Linked DNA regions of Mus musculus: regions 2 and 3 are each linked to region 1. Evidence: chromatin contacts called from public HiChIP or PLAC-seq and promoter capture Hi-C data. All regions are on one chromosome and are shown on one strand. Each heading gives the region's core, a stretch centred on a gene start, on an enhancer-like site or on the middle of the called end of the contact. The rest is flanking DNA. Distances are from core to core; before and after follow the strand shown.

Region 1 (3,037 bases), core at 315-2,814:
GAAAGGAAAAAAAAATATTTAGTTCAGTTTTAGAGGTTTAAAGTCCTAGATGTCGGGGAGAGGAGGCATTGGTTTAGCTTCTAGGAAGGACGGTGTATGGCAATGATGGACACATATGGTAGGAGTCACCTCTCATGACACTAAGCAAAGTCCTATAGTCTCTTTTGAGATGGGAAAGGACAGCTGGGATGTTCTCGCATATTCTCTACTCTAAACACACACTTGCACTCCACCCTGTAGAGAGCAATCGGGATATCTATGCTATCACTGGCTCAGCGTGGGCACACTGTTAATGGTTTGTTTATTCTGAGTTGATCCCCCACCCTCTTTTCCCTTGGTGGGTAGAGAAGTATCTTAATTAAGGTTTCTATTGCTGTGATGAAACACCACGACCAAAAAGCAAGTTGGGGAGGAAAGGGTTTATTCAGCGTTAACACTTCCAGATCATAATCCATCATTGGAGGAAGTCAGGACAGGAACTCAAGCAGGGCTGGAACCTGGAAGCAGGAGCTGATGCACAGGCCATGGAGGGTGTGGCTTCCTGGCTTGCTTCTCCTGGCTTGCTCAGCCTGTGTTCTTATAGAACCCAGGACCACTAGTCCAGGGATGACACCACCCACCATGGGCTGGGCCCTCCCCCACTGATCAGTAATAAAGAAAATGCCTTACAGCTGGATCTCACGGAGGCATTTTCTCAACTGAGGCTCCTTCTCTCTGATGACTCTAACTTGTGTCAAGTTGACACACAAAACCAGCCGGTGTAAGAGGTGACAGGTGTATACGTTGTTTTAGCAGAGTGAAGAAGAGCTAAGTAAATAATATCCAACGAACCACATGCAGAAAGCAGAGTAAGGTGTTGATCAGGACGGAGAAGGCTAGAGTTTCACAGTAAACTGGAAACTCATTGGCCGAGAGCCCAAATAAGAGGCTGTGGGTCAGTCTGGAATCCTGGGTTACACAGATAATTTGTAAAACCATCGAACAAGAGTTTGTAAATAGAGGCACACAACGGAGATTGGTAGCTCCAGTTGGTATCTGTGTCCTCGTAGCCTCTGTTCAAGGACACAGTGGCACCTGTACTGTTGCAGGGGTTCTTGGAATGCCCAGTTCCAGGATCACCTTCACTCTTCAAGGGACAGGGGTGGCATATATTCTGGCCAATGTTAACTTGTAATGGGAAAGCTTGTGGCTATGGGGTTATTAAAAAACCTATCAGCCGACGAAGGAGTTGGGTTTAGAAAGCTGGGTCCCTGGGGGGAAAGATGGTTCAGTGGTTAAGAGCACTCACTGGATCACAACTGTAACACTAGTCCCATTGGGATCTGACACCCTCTTCTGACCTCTGTGGTTATTTCATATATGTGGTATACAGACAAAACACCCACATACATAAAAACAAACTAAATAAAAACCGTTTGAAAAGAAAAAGGAAAGCTAGGTCTCTTTGTCTCCCTTGGTCTGGACCCCAGCCTCATTTCAGGGGAATCCCACTGCAGGGTGAGGAGTCAGATCAGCATTCAGGCTGGTCATGCGAGTGGCCACACTAAGAACAAGCCACTGCAGGAGATCTGGGGATGGACAGCACATGAGTGCCATCTAGTGGTGGAGAAAGTAAGCATCCTGCCACCACCTTCTCTAAAAGGCATGAGAATTACATCTCTGGGCTGGGTGGCTGCCCCAACGTTCCTTTGTGTTCAAAAGTGGATTGGGATGCAGACGAGTCCCTGAGAAACTGTGTTTTGAGAAAGGATTTCACCCTGTAGTCCAGGCTGGCCTGAAATTCACTGGATAGCCTAGGTAAGTTTAGACCTCATGGCAATCCTGCCTCAAGCCTCCGAAGGGTGTGAGTCACCAGGCAGTTTGGTAATCTTAGTTTTATTTATTTGTCTATGTGTTTTGTCTGCATAAGGGTATGTATACATGAGTCCAGGTGCTCACAGAAGCCAGAAGAAGGTATTGGGTCCCCCTGGAACTGGAGTTACGAGTGACTGTGGAATATGCCATGTGGGTGCTGGGAACTGAATTGGGTTCCTCTGGAAACCAGTATGCTCTCTCTCTAGGCCCCCGAGGGACTGTTTTTAAGGAGAATAATATAGACGTAAAAGAACACATCCATAAACATCCAGGAACTGAAAAGCTGAGAAGAGGACATGCAGACATGCAGGAGGTGCCTATGAGGACCAGGCTGGACTTGAACTCCTCCTGGCAATCCTCTTGCCTCAGCCTCCCCCACCCCACCCCCTTTTTTCTCCCCCCCCCCCCAGACAAGATCTTACTACACAGCCCTGGCTGACCTGGAACTGGCTATGTAGATCAGGCTGACCTTTAAACTCACAGAGATCTGCCTGCCTCTGGAGTGCTGCGATTAAAGGCAAGTATGACCACGCCCAGCCCCTTTTCTATTTCACGGCTAAATAAAACCAGTGAGCTCAACTGGAGACTAGGAGGGAGGATACACTCTTTCCTTTGGAAGAGCCCAAGACTGCATGTTTGGCAAGGGGAAAATCCAACAAGCACAGGGTTTACACAGCTTGTTTGCTTTTTTTTTTTAATTATTAACTGAATCTTTTCTTTTTATTTATCTTGTATACATGAGTACACTGTCATCGCTGTCTTTAGACACACCAGAAGAGGGCACTGGATCCTATTACAGATGGGTGTGAGCCATCACGTGGGTGCTAGGACTTGAACTCAGGACCTCTGGGAGAGCAGGCAGTGCTCTTAACCGATGAGCCATCTCTCCAGCCTGGGGTTGTTCTTTTTTTAAGCCAGTGAGCAGCTGCAAATAGAGTCATCCTTTGTGGTGGGGCCTGGCAGCAACCCTTTTGACCTCCTTGGTCGTTTACAGGGACTGTGATCTCTCACTGTGGAGGGAGAGACAGTACTGGATCCTGGCTTTCCCAGACTCCTTTGCTCCTCCCAGACTACTCACGCCTGTTACTCTGGAACTCGGTGGAGATCAGGATGGCAGTTCCTGGAAGTAGGGGCTGGGTGACTGACTGTAAGGATATCGTAGAGTTCTGAGGCATAGACCTGG
Region 2 (3,037 bases), core at 213-2,712, 380 kb before region 1:
CAGTTTCTACTCCAGGATCAGATTCTACAGCACTATTGTTTGATACCTCTGAATTATCCCGTGGTGTATTTATTGCTATAATGCCGTTGTTTGTCCTCATTACTAGATGTTAGGTCCATAAGGCTCAACATGCGTCGGGATTACTCTTTGTAATGTGGAGACCAGAAAAATGCTTGAATGAATAAGCAAATGAATGAATGTCTTACTGCGTAAGCCCATGCTACTGACTGGATAGGAAATACTGTCCCCACTTCTCTTCCACAGCCAGCCTGCTCCCCACATTCAGGGACAGCCAAGACATCTCTGCCCCCCCAGGAAACCACACTTGGCAGCCCTCTCATCTCTCAACCACTGTGGCCAAGGTCCCCCACCAGGTATTGTGGCAAGGACACATCCCGCCCAGGACTCTAAGCCTCTCACCTGGACTTCAGTGGAAACCTCACTGAGCCTCCTTGGCCACCCCCTCCACCCCCCCATCCACTTTGTAAAGTTTATATTTCTGCCAGAATATTTGCTTCAAAGGCCTTCAAATTTCCTTCCGAACCTCAGACTTCTTAAAAACGTAGCTGTCCATCAATTAAATCTGGATGTTCAAACTAGCACTGGATGCTGCTTGTCATTTTTTTCTCCTGCATTTTCACCTCCTCCATTGGCCAGTTCAGCCCCTCTGCATTGACACCACCCTTGGGCCTTTTCCGAAGGTGCATGTTTCATTTTGAATGCTTGCTACTAAAATGTGGCTCAAAATTGGTCTTGGGACCCTCTGCAAAGTTCCAAGTCCACCAAGGTGCTTAATGAACTGTGGCCCTTCTTTTCTCCTCTCAGAAAACCCCCCTTTTTTTCAATAAACTTCACCCCACCCCAATTTGCTTTTTCTAAGTGTGTTCATTTTTAATCAGTACACAGACACTTTTACCAGTGGTCACTTGCTAATAGGTGGCGGCCATTTGTGGGCAAGGGGCCTAAGTGCCCCATTGCCACAGTCAGTCCCAGCGGTAAATCCCTGAAGACAGCCTTCAACAAAAAACTATCTGAAGCCCCTAACAACTTCTGCCCTCCTCTGCCTGGAAAACTACTTCAGTATCAAAAGGGGTCCAAAGAGATGCTGAGGTCTCTGTCTATTTGGACATGAGCAGAAGTTCTTCAGAGTATCCCAGGTTCAGGACCCCTGCCCCTCTCTCTAGGATTCAGAGCCCCTTATGGATCAGAATTTGCTCTTGTCCTGACCCCCAACCCCAACCCCAACCCCGTCTGCCTGTCACGTCCCTTGGCTTATTTCAGCACCACGACGCGGACAGCTCCCGGGCGCAAGCCTCGTGGAAGGAGGAGGAGCGCTGAGCCGTGGGAGCGGGAGGACTAGAGAGGGCGGGGAGGGCAGACGCTGGAGGACGGGCGGGGCCCGATAGCCCTCCCCGGGGGCGGCGCCCACCCCAGCCCGACGCTGCTGAGCCCCAGGACTGACGGAGACGCCAGAAGCCAGGGCACCGGTCACTCCCAGCAAGTGGTGTTACAGAAAGATGCCAGTCCGCAGGGGCCACGTTGCTCCCCAAAACACTTACTTGGACACCATCATCCGCAAGTTTGAGGGCCAGAGTAAGTGTGAGGTTTGGGGGTGTGGGGGACTCTCTGCAGTACGGGTTGGATGGCAGGAGCAGCCAAACTCTTCACTAACTTCTGATGGGGTAAAAGAAATGGCAGGGCTGGGGGCTGGGGGGGGGGGTAGATTCTGAATACAAAATCTTTCGTTTTGATGTCCCCAACACCTCCTCCATATGTGCTGTGTCTTGGGCATAATGCCACTCTTCTACCTGCTCACAGCAGTTTTCTTGGTGTTACAAACCCTGGCCTGCCCTCTCAGTCACTGCCCACTTACCCCTCCAGACCATTCATGCCTCTCCTAGAGGTTTGCCTGACTTCCTTCTTTTCACCCACAGAGCAGGTCTGACTCCCTGGTCACAGTCCTGCTTTCTGGTCTGGATCCCAACTATTATTCCAGGAGTTCTGGGGTCTTCCTCCCACTCTACTGACCCTAGCCCCCAAGCTTGGTTCCCACACCCCTACTTTTCTGCTCCCTGCCTCCTTCATGCCCCTCTGTGCTCCCAGAAGGAATGACCTTTCCCCAGGACTCTTGGTTCTTCCACCCTCCCTTGCTCTGTCCTCCACCTCCCTCATTCTGGCCCCTGCCTGCTCCTGTGTATAAATCCCCTCCTTGGCTGCCACCGGTCCCTGTAATCTTTCTCTCCCAACTACCCACTCCTGGCTGCCACGGTCTTCCTACCTTTTTCTTCCCACCCCAGGTCGTAAGTTCCTGATTGCCAATGCACAGATGGAGAACTGTGCCATCATCTACTGCAATGATGGCTTCTGCGAACTCTTCGGCTACTCCCGTGTGGAGGTGATGCAGCGACCCTGTACCTGTGACTTCCTCACTGGCCCGAACACTCCGAGCAGTGCTGTGTCCCGCCTGGCGCAGGCCCTGCTTGGGGCTGAAGAGTGCAAGGTGGACATCCTCTACTATCGCAAGGATGGTGAGACTCAGTTGGGCCAAGGGTCCTGTAGGCTACCTTTCTTGTCTATCATGGAGTGCCCTGGGGGAAGGGTCTGACCTAAGAGCCAAAGAGCCTGGACCACTTCTATCCCCACTCTGGGCCTTGGTTTCCTTAGTATTAGAGAGAAGCAATGAGAATTGCATGTTATGTCTTCTAAGGGACTTGAGATTGGGCTGAGCCAGCTATTGGTACTGGTATAGAACAGCCTCTTGCTCCACTTTCCCTCCCCCACCTCCCAGCTACCTACTCTGTCACTGCCAGCCCCAGCTGTCAAGGATGGAAATTAACCTTCCCTCATCTGCTCTGGGGATTAAGGGAGGAGTCAGCCCCCCAAGGTCTCTCTGGCTAGGCAGTGCATGGGGGCTGCTGGCTGAAAGGAAGAGTGAATCTGGCTCACTTAGGTCCAGTGGTTTGGGAAGGTAGCCTTGGGTTTGCTGTCACCAGGTGGCTTACCTAGATGGACTTTGTGTTTTTAAGTTCTGCCCGAG
Region 3 (3,037 bases), core at 369-2,868, 260 kb before region 1:
CTCTGTTACACCGTCTTCCCTCCCACCCCCAGTACAGGGGGTTGAACTCAAGACTCTAGCCATACTTATCAGCGCTCTACCTGAGCTATACCTTTCTTGCTTTTCCACTTTAATCCCATGGTCAGCAGGCCAGACTGCAACCCTGAAGATCAGTGGAGGCAATTGATCTTTTGAAGGTGTTTGGTGAAAGCTAGTGGCTTAAGGGGTGGGGTGGGGTGGTATTATACATACATATATATATATATATATATATATACACACACACACACACACAGCCTCTATCATCATACACATATACAGTATACCATATATATGATCAGAATATTTTAGAGATCTCAGCAAATGAGAGGAATAAGCTTCTAAAGAGAGGGAAGACAAATAGACCACAGATATGTGAACTTCAGCAGGAGGTGCTTTGTGGAATCTAGGACAGTAATGCCGTGAAAAGGAGAAAAATATCTACCTCCAAGTAGAGGGTGAGTTCAGATGAAGGGAAAAAGGGAAAAGCTGGAATCTTATTATAGCAATAGCTGGTAGCAGAAAGTCAAAACACTGCATAGTATAAACTTCCAGTCCCGGGACAAGAAACCATGATGGTTGAGGTGGTTTCTGCTATTACACATTGAGAAAATAAAATGGTCTCCTTCCTTCACTCCAGAGGTTCTTTTCTCCTCACAGTAAATTCTGTGATACTACGTAAGATTATAAAGTGTATGATGATAATACCTGCTTAAAAACTGAAACATAGGTTGCTGCTAGTGTCTGTGGGATAGAAAGGTTGAGAAGTATTTTTGTACAGCCTTATCCCCCATGTTAGCAGTTCAAGAAATGTTGCTTCCAGTTTTCTATTGAAGAAGAAGAAAAAAGATTAGATTACTGTCCTATCTCATCTGTCCCCTAAAAGAGAAAAGGATTTAGAATATCTCTTTGTACTTGCAGTGACCTGCACATTAACACTGACCCAAAGCCCTAGAACTCCCTGTGGAGGCAGCTTCCTGATTGCATCAGCTTCCTGATGAGGGTTCTCTGAGGAGAGTGAGAGGCTGCATTTCAGCCTCAGTCAGAATACAAACAGTTTCTGCTCGGCTTCTCTGGGTTAAAGAAACTAGCAGAGTGACATAATCTGGGACGAATTGTAACAGCTCATGCTTAAACCCTGGACTTCTCTTTCCATTTAGAATGCCTTCAGAGGAAGCTCTTCAGATAGGCTTCGGCGATGCTGCCTGGGCCTCTTGATGTGGCTAGAGCAGCACAGCCAGCCTGGAGTATCAGTAAAGGCTGTCCCCTGGGAGTCCCCCTCCCATCCCTTGCCATCCCTCCCACCAGCGTGCCCTCAAAGACTGTGGAGTCAGTTGTGCTTTGATAGTAGAGCTCTGCACCTTCTGGAGCTCTCCTGGGCATTGCTAGTAAATATGCTCAGCAGCATCATGGCCTGTCCGTCTCTCACTTGTTCTCAACGGTTGATGTGCCTCTCATTGACTCAGTTTTTGAAATGAAGATAAAAACAAAACTGAAAATACCCTGGAGCAGTCATGCTGCCTCCTGCTGTTTCCATTTGCTTCCTCTGATAGTCACTGGTCTGGGGAGACTTCCCTTTCCTGCTCCAGGCAGTGGGCCTGTGCACAATAGCCCCTGGCATGTCGCCCATCAGATAGCAAGGCTGGTTTTTTGTAGGCCACAGTGTGGATTGGAAAAAGTGAAAGTCTCTGGCTGGAAATAAAAGCTCAGAAAACCTTTGCTCTTACCCCACCCCCACCCCAGGCCCTCCAGGGTCTGCGGCAGTGGCCTTGTATACTAGATTGATCCCAACTGCCAAAGCCAGGGGGAATCAATCCCCTACTACTACTAATATCAATATCAAATATCACCAACAAGAAAGAGGGTTTTTTGTTTTTCTAATTAATCACTTATAAGAGACTTTTAAGTTTTGTTCTAGGTAAAATTATAGTCTCTTCTTATTCTAGAGCATCTTGGGTTCAAATGCTAGAAAAGAACCATTGTAATTTCTTTCAGAAAGAAGAGATTTAATATAGAATTCTGGATTATGGAACTAGTGAAAGTGAAAGAAGCAGACACACAGGAGGCAGGAGTCATCTTAGCATTTCTTTAGTCTTGCCTGTCCTGGAACTCACTCTGTAGACCAGGCTGACCTTGAACTGACAGAGATCCACCTGCCTCTGCCTCCTGAGTGCAGGGATTAAAGGTGTGCGCCATCACTGCCTGGCATCTTAGCTGATTTTATTGCTCTGTGAGTTGAGTTCACGGCAGAATATCCCTAAATTTATACTCAGAGCAGCTTTAGTTTCTATAGAGCTTTAAAATACCTAGATAAATTGTCTCCTGCAGGCTGCTGAGATCATTTCAATACCATGGCTCAGGTACTGACTTACTTCAGAACTGGTAGCTTTCACTCTGTGATGGAGTGGTTGAGACAGGAAGTACACAAAATTCTTTGCCTATTTTCAATACAATATTATAGCTTTATGTCAGCCCTCTATGTCCTTGGGTTGATGCTATTGGGCTTCTGGAGTTGCAAGGATAGTTTATTGAATATACACTCTAGGGGATATAGCTTAGACCTCAGAAGCTGAAAGCTACTACCTCTAACATTTCTTAGGGCCAGCTTATAAAGGCTAACACTGCAAAATCCACAGTGAGCTCATACACGGGTGCAGGAAGTGCTCCCTGCTGGTCAGCCCGGACTCAAGCTATTTTAGACAAAACCGTTCATATGAACTTTATGACGGGCCCTAAGTGAAGCTCATGGTTGTAGAATTTCTTGGTGTGTATGTTTAATAATCTATTCCTGTCTGACTGAGATTGGTCTTTGTGTGGTTTGTGGGGTGACTCCTGAGCCCCAACAGATGCCTCCAAGAATCAATGGAAGTGTTCTCGGTGGTAATTCATCAAATATCTTCAGTAAAACCAAAAGAGCCATGTTGTGGAGCAACTGACTTCGTGTGGAAGAAGGAAGAACGCAGTCTCTTGAACCTGAGAATCATTTAATCTCTTTAGAAGCTGTCCTTTAATCACTGAA

The links. Promoter capture Hi-C pulls out the DNA fragments that hold promoters and counts their contacts. HiChIP or PLAC-seq counts read pairs in DNA pulled down with a chosen protein or histone mark.
Region 2: a contact with region 1 is called in a promoter capture Hi-C map of pre-B cells, with 2.2 times the contacts expected there. The contact joins the promoter of Kcnh6 here to the enhancer-like site in region 1. A contact is called at or near these places in 12 of 39 promoter capture datasets (the 3T3-L1 cell line, 3T3-L1-derived adipocytes, the C10 cell line and 9 more), 2 of 15 datasets of contacts at CTCF or cohesin (large pre-B cells and pro-B cells), 13 of 484 Hi-C or Micro-C datasets (CD8 T cells, extraembryonic endoderm stem cells, forebrain and 6 more), 6 of 115 datasets of contacts at active chromatin or transcription factors (T-cell acute lymphoblastic leukemia, double positive thymocytes, embryonic stem cells and 3 more) and 3 of 9 other capture datasets (adipose tissue, embryonic stem cells and liver).
Region 3: an H3K27ac HiChIP or PLAC-seq map of large pre-B cells shows a contact between it and region 1, with 2.4 times the contacts expected there. The contact joins two enhancer-like sites. A contact is called at or near these places in 2 of 39 promoter capture datasets (the C10 cell line and second pharyngeal arch cranial neural crest), 2 of 484 Hi-C or Micro-C datasets (LSK cells and peritoneal macrophages), 3 of 115 datasets of contacts at active chromatin or transcription factors (large pre-B cells, memory CD8 T cells and pro-B cells) and 2 of 9 other capture datasets (liver and pancreatic islet).

What each region holds. Positions count from the first base shown.
Region 1 is chr11:106,390,442-106,393,478 of GRCm38.p6, forward strand. No RefSeq gene overlaps it. Among named protein-coding and RNA genes, the nearest start is that of Icam2, 9.2 kb to the left of the region's middle. Within about 2 kb of position 1,565, at least 30 of the 459 cell types and tissues checked have an H3K27ac peak or open chromatin away from gene starts, as enhancers often do. A contact at or near this core is called in liver, pre-B cells, pro-B cells and 2 more, where this site is marked.
Region 2 is chr11:106,006,686-106,009,722 of GRCm38.p6, forward strand. It overlaps Kcnh6 (potassium voltage-gated channel, subfamily H (eag-related), member 6), which reads left to right and starts at 1,463. Exons shown (of 13, transcript NM_001037712.2): 1 at 1,463-1,593; 2 at 2,298-2,528. The coding sequence starts at 1,518. Ace3 (angiotensin I converting enzyme (peptidyl-dipeptidase A) 3) reads left to right here. Exons shown (of 15, transcript NM_001101453.3): 15 at 265-865. All of the region lies in intron 2 of Gm35971 (a long non-coding RNA gene), which reads right to left.
Region 3 is chr11:106,133,768-106,136,804 of GRCm38.p6, forward strand. All of the region lies in intron 6 of Map3k3 (mitogen-activated protein kinase kinase kinase 3), which reads left to right. Among named protein-coding and RNA genes, the nearest start is that of Gm10840, 24 kb to the right of the region's middle. Within about 2 kb of position 1,619, at least 242 of the 459 cell types and tissues checked have an H3K27ac peak or open chromatin away from gene starts, as enhancers often do. A contact at or near this core is called in liver and pro-B cells, where this site is marked.